Regions from separate parts of the Mus musculus genome. Here region 1 is linked to region 2. Evidence: chromatin contacts called from public HiChIP or PLAC-seq data. All regions are on one chromosome and are shown on one strand. The core of a region is the stretch at or near the end of the contact, and the rest is flanking DNA. Distances in the headings are between cores, read along the strand shown.

The links. HiChIP or PLAC-seq counts read pairs in DNA pulled down with a chosen protein or histone mark.
Region 1: an HNF4G HiChIP or PLAC-seq map of pancreatic cancer cells shows a contact between it and region 2. The contact joins the promoter of Frat1 here to the promoter of Zfp518a in region 2. A contact is called at or near these places in 4 of 39 promoter capture datasets (liver, neural stem cells and pre-B cells) and 2 of 115 datasets of contacts at active chromatin or transcription factors (large pre-B cells and pancreatic cancer cells).

The regions. Positions count from the first base shown.
Region 1 is chr19:41,827,653-41,831,976 of GRCm38.p6, reverse strand. Frat1 (frequently rearranged in advanced T cell lymphomas) reads right to left here and starts at 2,007. Exons shown (of 1, transcript NM_008043.3): 1 at 1-2,007. The coding sequence starts at 1,809. The coding sequence ends at 985.
Region 2 is chr19:40,892,139-40,896,515 of GRCm38.p6, reverse strand. Zfp518a (zinc finger protein 518A) reads right to left here and starts at 1,811. Exons shown (of 5, transcript NM_028319.1): 1 at 1,726-1,811. Mir8092 (microRNA 8092) reads right to left here and starts at 1,813; the gene lies at 1,727-1,813.

The DNA of each region.
Region 1 (4,324 bases), core at 758-3,257, 940 kb before region 2:
CACTCAGCACTCGCCATCCCCACCTCCTCTGGGATGTGGCGGGAGCGTCCTTAGGGGACTCTTGCATTTGCAAAACAGTGTGCTCTCTTCCTAGCAAGGCCATTCGGTTGTCTCCGTGTTGGAGTCCCACTACACGGTGCACACCCAGGAAACAGTGACCTTGAACCCCCAAAGGGATGGGTCTCCTTTAAAAACACACTTTACGAAGGCAGGAGGGGGTCACTCCTTGCTTCGCCATACCCTTCCATTACCCAACACAGCTCACTGCTGTCTCCACCTTACACTCATGGGGTGCAGCTTTCCCTCAACACTCTGCTAACAGCAACCCTTTGAAAGAAAAAGGGAACGGACAAAAAAACGGTTACTTCTATTCAGCCCCAAGAGGGTCCTCTCGTTGTACCGCATGTTTTACATTGAAACCAGCACCGCAAAGGATGATGAGATGGTCTTTTAACTGTCGTTAAATGTTCAAGTGTGGCATTTTGGAGGGGGGGCGCCCCCCGAAATTAAGTCCACTCTTGTTTCCCCCTCCCCGAAAATGGATCAGGAACCAGCCCTGAAAAAGTACAGCAAGTAATGGGGATCATCGTCCTTCGTTCCATAGCAGGCTGAGCCGATCCTGAGAGCATGCACCGTGGCCACGTGGTCCCCGCTTGGCCAGGAGAGTCTGCGTGGAATTGCAGCGACCAGGTTGAATCACGCCAAAAAAAAAAAAAAAAAAAAAAAAAAAAGGAGCCCTGCTGACAGCCTGCGGTGCGCTCTGTAGATTCTGCTTTAAACAAACCTAAGTCCTGGGTTTCAAACAGTTCGGGGCTTTCAATTTCAGTTACCCATGAAAATATCTGCGATATTTCGGCTGTCTTCCTTAGCTTATTTTCCCGTTTCCAAATAATGCTCGAGTCCACCACCAGCTCCGGCTGGGTGAAGCCCTGGGTAAATCCCTTGGTCCCCGGCTACAGGCTGGTGCTGTGGCCACTTAGGTTGTTAGCTGCCAGGGACAAGAAGGTCGTCCCCAGTTCTGAGCTGCGCCCTCCCCATGAAAGCGCCAGGGTCGCTGCAGGCCGCGCGAGGGCTCCCGGGCGAAGGCGGCTCATGCACTGGGGCTGACAGAGGCCCGAGGAACGGGTGTGCGGGAAGCTTTGCGTGTAACTGTAGCTGTCGCGAATGAAGTCTGCGCACCGCCTCCTTGATGAGGTTTCCCGAGAGCACGAGCTGCTGCAGGAGCCGGTGCGGGTCGTCGTCGTCGCCAGTGCGGGTCTCCGGCTGAGATCCGCGTCGCTGTTGCAAGCGGCGGGACGCGGCTGCGTTCCGGAGCCAACCCCGGCGGCACGGGCCCGACAGTGGCTGCGGGGTGCTTAGTTTGCCGGTCCCCGGGGGTCCGTCAAGGCCCGGCTGCTGGGGCAGCGCGCTGGCGCCGGGGGAGATCTCCGCCACGCAGTAGGGCGCCGACCGTCCCCGCACGCGCCCGCGCTCCCCTAGCACGCAGCGCACGGCCCCCGGGGGCGCAGGGTTCCCGGTCTCCGCTGACCCCGTCGGCCGCAGCAGCCTCCTAGCTGGGGTCCCGGTCTTGTCCGCCGGCAGCGCCGCCAGGACCTGCGGGGGCGGGGGACCCGGGGCGGCACACGGCGAGGCCGGGCGATCGTGCGCTGCGTCCAGCTGCAGCGTCTCGCCGATCTGGACGATGAGCTGGTCCACGTCGGTCGAGCCACCCAGAGTCACCGACTGCTGCAGCAGGAGGAAGCTGTCGTCGTCCTCCTCCCCCTCCGCCTCGTCGCCGGCTTCCTCCTCCTCCTCCCTCCGGCAAGGCATGGCCCCCCGCCCGGGCCCCCGCGGCTGTGCGGGCGTCGCTGGCAGCTCGGTTGGCCGCGGGCTCGGCGAGCCGCGGCTGGGGCGGGAGCGAGGCGGAGGCCCAAGCCGGGCTAGGCAGGGACCACCGGGCAGTGGCACCGCGCGCCTTAGAGCCGCGGGAGCCGGAACGCTGCCGGCTTGGGTTGATTTGTAAACAATGGGTGACGTCGCGTGGCTCCTACCACCGTGCGCGGCCGGGGGGTGCTGTCTCCTTGGCAGTAGTGAGCCTGTAGGGCCAGGGCACAGAGTAGAGCCTGGCTGCCCCCGAGCCTCATCGGCGTGCCTACTGTGTGCGGGGATGCACTGGGAAGTTGATTCTGGTTCGCTCAGCCGGGCCTAATTGGCATTCCACAAGATGGACACCTTGGGGGACTCGATTGGTTTCTTCCACACACAGTCACTTCCACACACTTACACCTCCACACACTCCCCTCAGCACGTCAAGTGGTTTGGTTTAGGCGGTGGCTTTTTTTTTTTTTTTTTTTTTTTTTTTTTTTTTTTTTTTTTTTTTTTTAAAGGTTTGGGTGACAGAGTCAGAGGAGGCTGGAAAGGAGAGGGAGTGAGGTTTGGACTCGGAGTGACGATTAGGAAAAGGTTGTTGCCAAAGATGGAAAGGAGGATGGAGACCTTGTCTGATGTGGATGGCTGAGCTGGAACGCAAACCGGCCACAGATTTCGTGGTTTTTTGGCTTGGGTTCCAGGGCATTTAGGGGCTGCGTTGACTACTGGCTCTTTGCAAGGAACTGTAATATGGCAAGTGAATGCGTGTTAACGAAATTCAGTAGTCAAATGAAGACTAGTCATCTAGAAAGGGTAGCAGTGGTGAGCTGGTTATATGAAAACAGAGCCTCGGCCATCTTAACTGTTCCAGATAGCATTGTTGAATTAATGGTTAACCAAACCTTTATTAGTTTTTTTTTTTAATATTTATTTATTTTGTGAAAGGGCCTTGAGTATGCTCTTGGATTGGCTGTGTAGCTGAGGATAACCTTGAACTCTTTATCCTCTTGCTTACAGGTTGGGAACCACTAGGTCAAGTGTGTTTATTTAATGATTTTTTTTGGAAGGGTTGGGGATTACATCCAGGGCCTTGCACATGGCAGGAATGCTTTCCTTCTGAGCGAACAGTAATTTGATGACCGCTTTCTTTCTTTCTTTCTTTCTTTCTTTCTTTCTTTCTTTCTTTCTTTCTTTGTTTTCAAGACAGGGTTTCTCTGTATAGCCCTGCCTGTCTTGGAACTCACCACGCCTGGCTGATGATGATCATTTTCAAATGGACTTCAACAGACCCCTGGGTGGTGACACACATCTGTAATCCCAACACTAGGAAGGCAGAGGCAGGAGGATCACAAGTTCAAAATTATTCCTGGCCAAATAGCAAATTTGAGGCCAGCCTGATACACAGAACTCTGTGGCCTAGTTTCTATTACACACACACACACACACACACACACACACAGAGAGAGAGAGAGAGAGAGAGAGAGAGAGAACTTAAAATAAGTGAATTTGTAACGTGTAAATTGTGTAATATAAAGTTGCTTTAAAACTAGTCATAGTGCCGGGCATGGTGGCGCACACCTTTAATCCCAGCACTCAGGAGGCAGAGGCAGACAGATTTCTGAGTTCGAGGCCAGCCTGGTCTACAAAGTGAGTTCCAGGACAGCCAGGGCTATACAGAGAAACCCTGTCTCGAAAAACCAAAAAACAAAAACAAAACAAAACAAAAAAACCAAAAAAACCCTAGTCATAAAGCATTTAGGAACAGACACACCAAGGCCAGTGAAGAGTCTGACAGTGTTCAGGCAGCTACTTTCTAGTCCTGAGCAGGAGCTGAGTGCAGCAGCCAGGGCTTACACTTGGCTGGAGAGGCAGAGTTGGGAAGATTGCTCAAATCCATGAGTTCTAGATTAGTGTGAGACAAAATGGTGAGACTGAATTCAGAAGTAAGTAAATAATAAGACTTAAGAGTTCACGACTAAAGAGCACTGGCTGCTCTTCTGAAAGACCGGGGCTTGGTTCTCAGTACTCCCAGAGGCTCACAAAGATTGGTAACTAACTCCACATCCAGAGGATACTAACACCCTCTTCTGGCCTCCATGTGCACAGTGACATAGGCATACATGCAGGCGAAACATTCATACACATTTAAACAGTTTAAAAGAAGAGTTGGGTAGCCTGTAAGATGCCGCAGAGGAAAAGAATGCTTTCCACCGAGATTGGCCACCTGAGTCCAGTCCTCAGGACCCTTGGTGGAAAAGAAAGAAACGATTCCTACAAGTTATCCTTGGACTTTAACACCCTCCCCCAACTAAATAAATGCAACTTTAAATATTTAAAAAGTGAGTTGGGGGGCTGTAGAGATGGCTCAGCAGTTAAGAATACTGACTGCTGTTCCAGAGGTCCTGGGTTCAGTTCCCAGCAACCCCGTGGTGGCTCACAACCATCTGTAATGGGATCTGATGCCCTCTTTTGGTGT
Region 2 (4,377 bases), core at 562-3,061:
CAATGCTTCAATGAGAGTAAGCCCCAACACTTGCAATAAAAGTACATTAAAAGGGCATTGTAAGGTTTTGTGGGTTTTTTCACTCAAACTATATTTAGATAGAAAGTTTCTCATTTAAAATATTTCAAAATACAGCAGCTTTTGGAACCACACTATACTACTTCCAGAAAAAATATCATAAAATGTGAAGGTGGTTATGATAAAACCCTCCAGTATTTAAGTTTATTTGCTATGAGCTCACAAAGACACAGTCGCTGGAGTTGCTATCCTTTTATCTGTTCAGACATCTGACATATAATGTTTGAATTGGTAATCATAATTTGGAAAAAAAAACAGAAAAGAGTAAGGTCTACTATGCTTACCTACGCCATAGAAAGCCAACACCCCTCAAGTGCTAGTACGAATTGCCCCTTTTGACTTTCTAAAGAAAAATACAGCTTTGTTGAAGGATAATTAACAGATCTGCAGCTATAACTTTAAAAATGTTAGGGAATTTCAGCAAGTCTCTCTATTCATTCTGACCATACAAACTTTAGAGCACACTCAAATCAGACCTGTTTTGCTGGGAAAAAAAGCAATTCAATTATTATTAGTAAAATGTGCCTTAAGAAAACCAGACTTTCAAATTAACCACGCTGTGAGTTGTTTTTACATTACATCCCTGAGATAATCACAGACAGTTCAACATTCTCATGAATTCCTCAAAAACTGACCCCTTTCCCCATTTTCAAGACTTTTGAAAAAAATAATTTACAAAAACTAAAATAACCCAAATTTAAACCTGAAGCGAAAACTGACCCTTAACTTTTGTTTTCTAAACTTTGAAGTTGCATCTGTTCCATTGGTCTAGATAAGAGTTAAATCACATCATCTATGCATTCAGACCCAATACTTTTGAGTTACCAAAGCCATCTAACTCAAGATACTACCCACTTAACAAAGAGGACACCATGTTAAGAACAGATTCAAGATGGACCCTACAAGTGGGGAAAAAAAAAAAAAAAGCCCGTGACAAAGAAATCCATATGCCACTGGGTGTGGTGGTGGTGGGGGCAGTCTACAAGAGGACCACTTTCTTGCCCAACTCTGAGGGCGCGCAGTGCGTGCGCCAAGAGAGCGGGGAGTCTCTGCAAGGAAGAACCCCCAATAGCCATAGACTGGGCCCATAGTAGGGATGCCGTCGAGGCGGGCCCGCGAACCTACAGCTCGAGGGGTGCGGACTGAGGGCTGCCCAGCCCGTCTCCACCGGGCGCGGAACCCGACGAGCGATGGCTTCGCGCGCCAAACGCCCCCGCATCGCCCCCAAAACGCCGCGCCCGATCCGCCCCTTTCCCCGGAGTTCCGCTGCCCCTCGGGCGCGCGGATGTACACTGTCGCCGCGCCGTGCGCGCGCGCCCAAGTCCTAGGCTCTGAGACCGTGGGGGAGTTCTTAGGGACAAACTTACAACCAGCCCAAGCCGAGACGACAATGACCAGCCCTAAGAGCTAGCAAGAGCCCCGGGTTAGAAACCAAGGACTTCTCTAGAAAACTTTGCGGCAAGTTGGCCGGAAGCGCTGAATGGACGGGACTATTTAACATGAGCTTCCTAGCGCAAGAGGCGGATCCCCCCCAAGACCATTTGGGGGGAACCCTAGCACCCCACGATTTCGCCCTTGGCCCCTTGCCGTCTCTCTGTGCGTCCCGACATCCTAACTGGTCTTGGCGGCTCCGCACACAGGGAATACCTGCCGTGGTCCCCATTGCCTGCGAGTCCCAGATGGCGGCCATTACCCCTCCATCCGGGTACTGCCGGAAAGCCGAGCGCCGCGCTGCCGGCAGCGCACGCTGCGGCGGAGGGATCCGCGCTGCACCTGAGGCGAGCGGAAGGGAACGGCGGCCGGAAGGGCCCCCGCCTCAGCCTCCCGAGAGTAGGCCATGGCGCTGAGTCCACGGCTGACCTCGTCATACGGCGCCTCCCTGCGTCCCGCCTCACCGCCCCCCGTCTACTCACCAGCCGCGGGGATCCTACTGCGGGGGGAAGAACGGGGAAAATGGCTACCGTCCTTTCCCAAGTAGACACCAGAAGCAGGAACTGGTGTGCTTGGCAAGCCTTGGTTGACAGGAAATGGCCTCAACCCAGAGGTTTTAGGCAGCCCCCATCTTAGCAAATGGCGTGTTCCCTGTACTTACTCGGATCACGCGAGTTGTGGTATCCCTTTGACGTCCCAGTGGTTGGACGAAGCTGCTACCCAAAGCTCTGGCCCACAAGGGAGCCAACCCTGAGCTCCAGAGCAGCCCCACGCACAGGCTACCTGTGAGGGACACTCTTCTCTCCCGCCGCGACACGACCTCCTCCCACGGCACGGAGGACTCGTCTGAGCGAAGGAAGTCCTCTCAGCGAAGGAAAACCCTCGCACGCCCCTCACAGACTCAAAAATGGAATCCTTGCCCCCAAGAAAAGAATCCTTCCCCACCCCACACAAGAGTCGTACAAAGTCCAAATGTGGCTCCTCTCTTTCAGAACGTTTCAGAAGCCTACTAATCTCACTTGGTAAATAATTACCTCCCTTAAAAGAAAAAAAGGACAAAAAACACACGTGGAAGCACTGTGGAAACTGCCGCCGTCAAAAACTCGAGGCGGAGGGATATAGCAAAATATAAAAGATCGAATCTGAGAATTTTGGCTTCAACTGTGGGCCGTAGTTTTTTTTTTTGGGGGGGGGGATGCGTGGGGGCAAGGGGTAACCCAAATAACTCCTGACACGCACAAATTTTTCTTAAAACCAATTTTAAAACTGTTAAGAATTTTCCACTTTCTTAGGATATGCTTTTGAACGCATTGACCTGTGCCACACGGACTTTACCCTTTAAATTAAAAAAAAGAAAAAGAAAAAGAAAAAGAAAAAGAAAGGAATAAAACACACACGGAGAACCCTTAGTTTTGGGTGGTTTGTACAACAGTCCTCCTAGAAGCGGCAAGCTGAAATTCACACAAGAAGTACAAACATAACTATAAAAGTGAAGGTGAAATCTATTAATATCAAAAGGGCATATTTATAATCTATAATGATGTTTGCAAAATAGATTTTCTTTGGGGGGGGGCAGGGTAACAGGCCCTGAGACAGTGTAACAGAGCCCTGGCTGTCCTGGAACTCAATTTGTAGACCAGGCTGGCCTCCAGCTTACAAAGCTCTGCCTGCCTCTGTTTCCTGAGTGCTGGTAGATTTTCTCCTTAACACAATATTTTCATTGTTCCAGAAAAGAGGACACACATTGCTGAGGAGAGAAGTGGAGAAAAGCCTGTTTGTTTTTTAATAGGAAAAAAAAAAGTTGTTTTGGACTGTGAGTAGTTAGTTTTGTTATAGCTTTTATAATTTACATGACAAAAATGATGCATCATCATGTTCTGTAGTATTCTCATAAAACTTTATTTTTGCATCTATGTTCACCTTGAAAACCTGTGTTTAATTCTAGAAGACTCAAAGTTTTCATTGCATGCTAAATAAGCTAGAATGTTGGTGAACTCTCTCTCTTTTCCTTGTCCAGTTTTTTCATTTTTATCAAACTCTTACTCTTTGCTCTTTTAAAGTTCTGAACACTGAAGTTAATAACAAAAGGAGTGAAACAGAAAGGAAGAGGAGATAGACTCTAAAACTGCAAATGAACAAACGCTGGGTAATAGCTCAAAAAATAAAAAGATTTTAGAACGTTCCAAACTTAAAGATAGTTCATGGGAATAGGATAACCATATTAATGCTTTCAGAGATAGGCTGCTCTGAAGATGAACCTGCAATTTACTCGCAGTGGACAATAACCTCTTATCTTCTCATACTAAACCTGGTGGTGACAGTCGCAAAGTTTCCTTCTTGCTTACAAATCCTTTGTTTAAATGTATTATTAATTCATGGTCATTGTATCATAAAGGGGGTTAATATAAAATAATGAAAATAAATGGATATAATGCATTTCGCTTTAGGCATTCTGTCCTCATGGTCATTGTATCATAAAGTGGGTTAATGTAAAATAATAACAAAATAAATAGATATAATGCATTTTACTTTAAGCATTCTGTCCTCTGAATCATATGACATCATATCATAATGTGGCAGCTCTCTTATATATAAGTTCACAGAAAAGTAAGTATAGCTTGGTATACCGTAAGTACTTCAATTATAATGAAAAACCAGATGTTTGCTTATTTTTTGTTTGTTTTCAAGACAGGGTCTCTCTAAATAACCCTGGCTGTCCTTGAACTCTCTCTGTAGATCAGGCTGGCCTCAAACTGATCCACCTGGTGCTACCTCCTGTGTAGAGGGATTAAAGATATGTGCCACCACTGCCCCGCAAGATTTTTAAATTAAAGAGCAAGAGTCTCCTATGATTTTTATCTCTTTTGT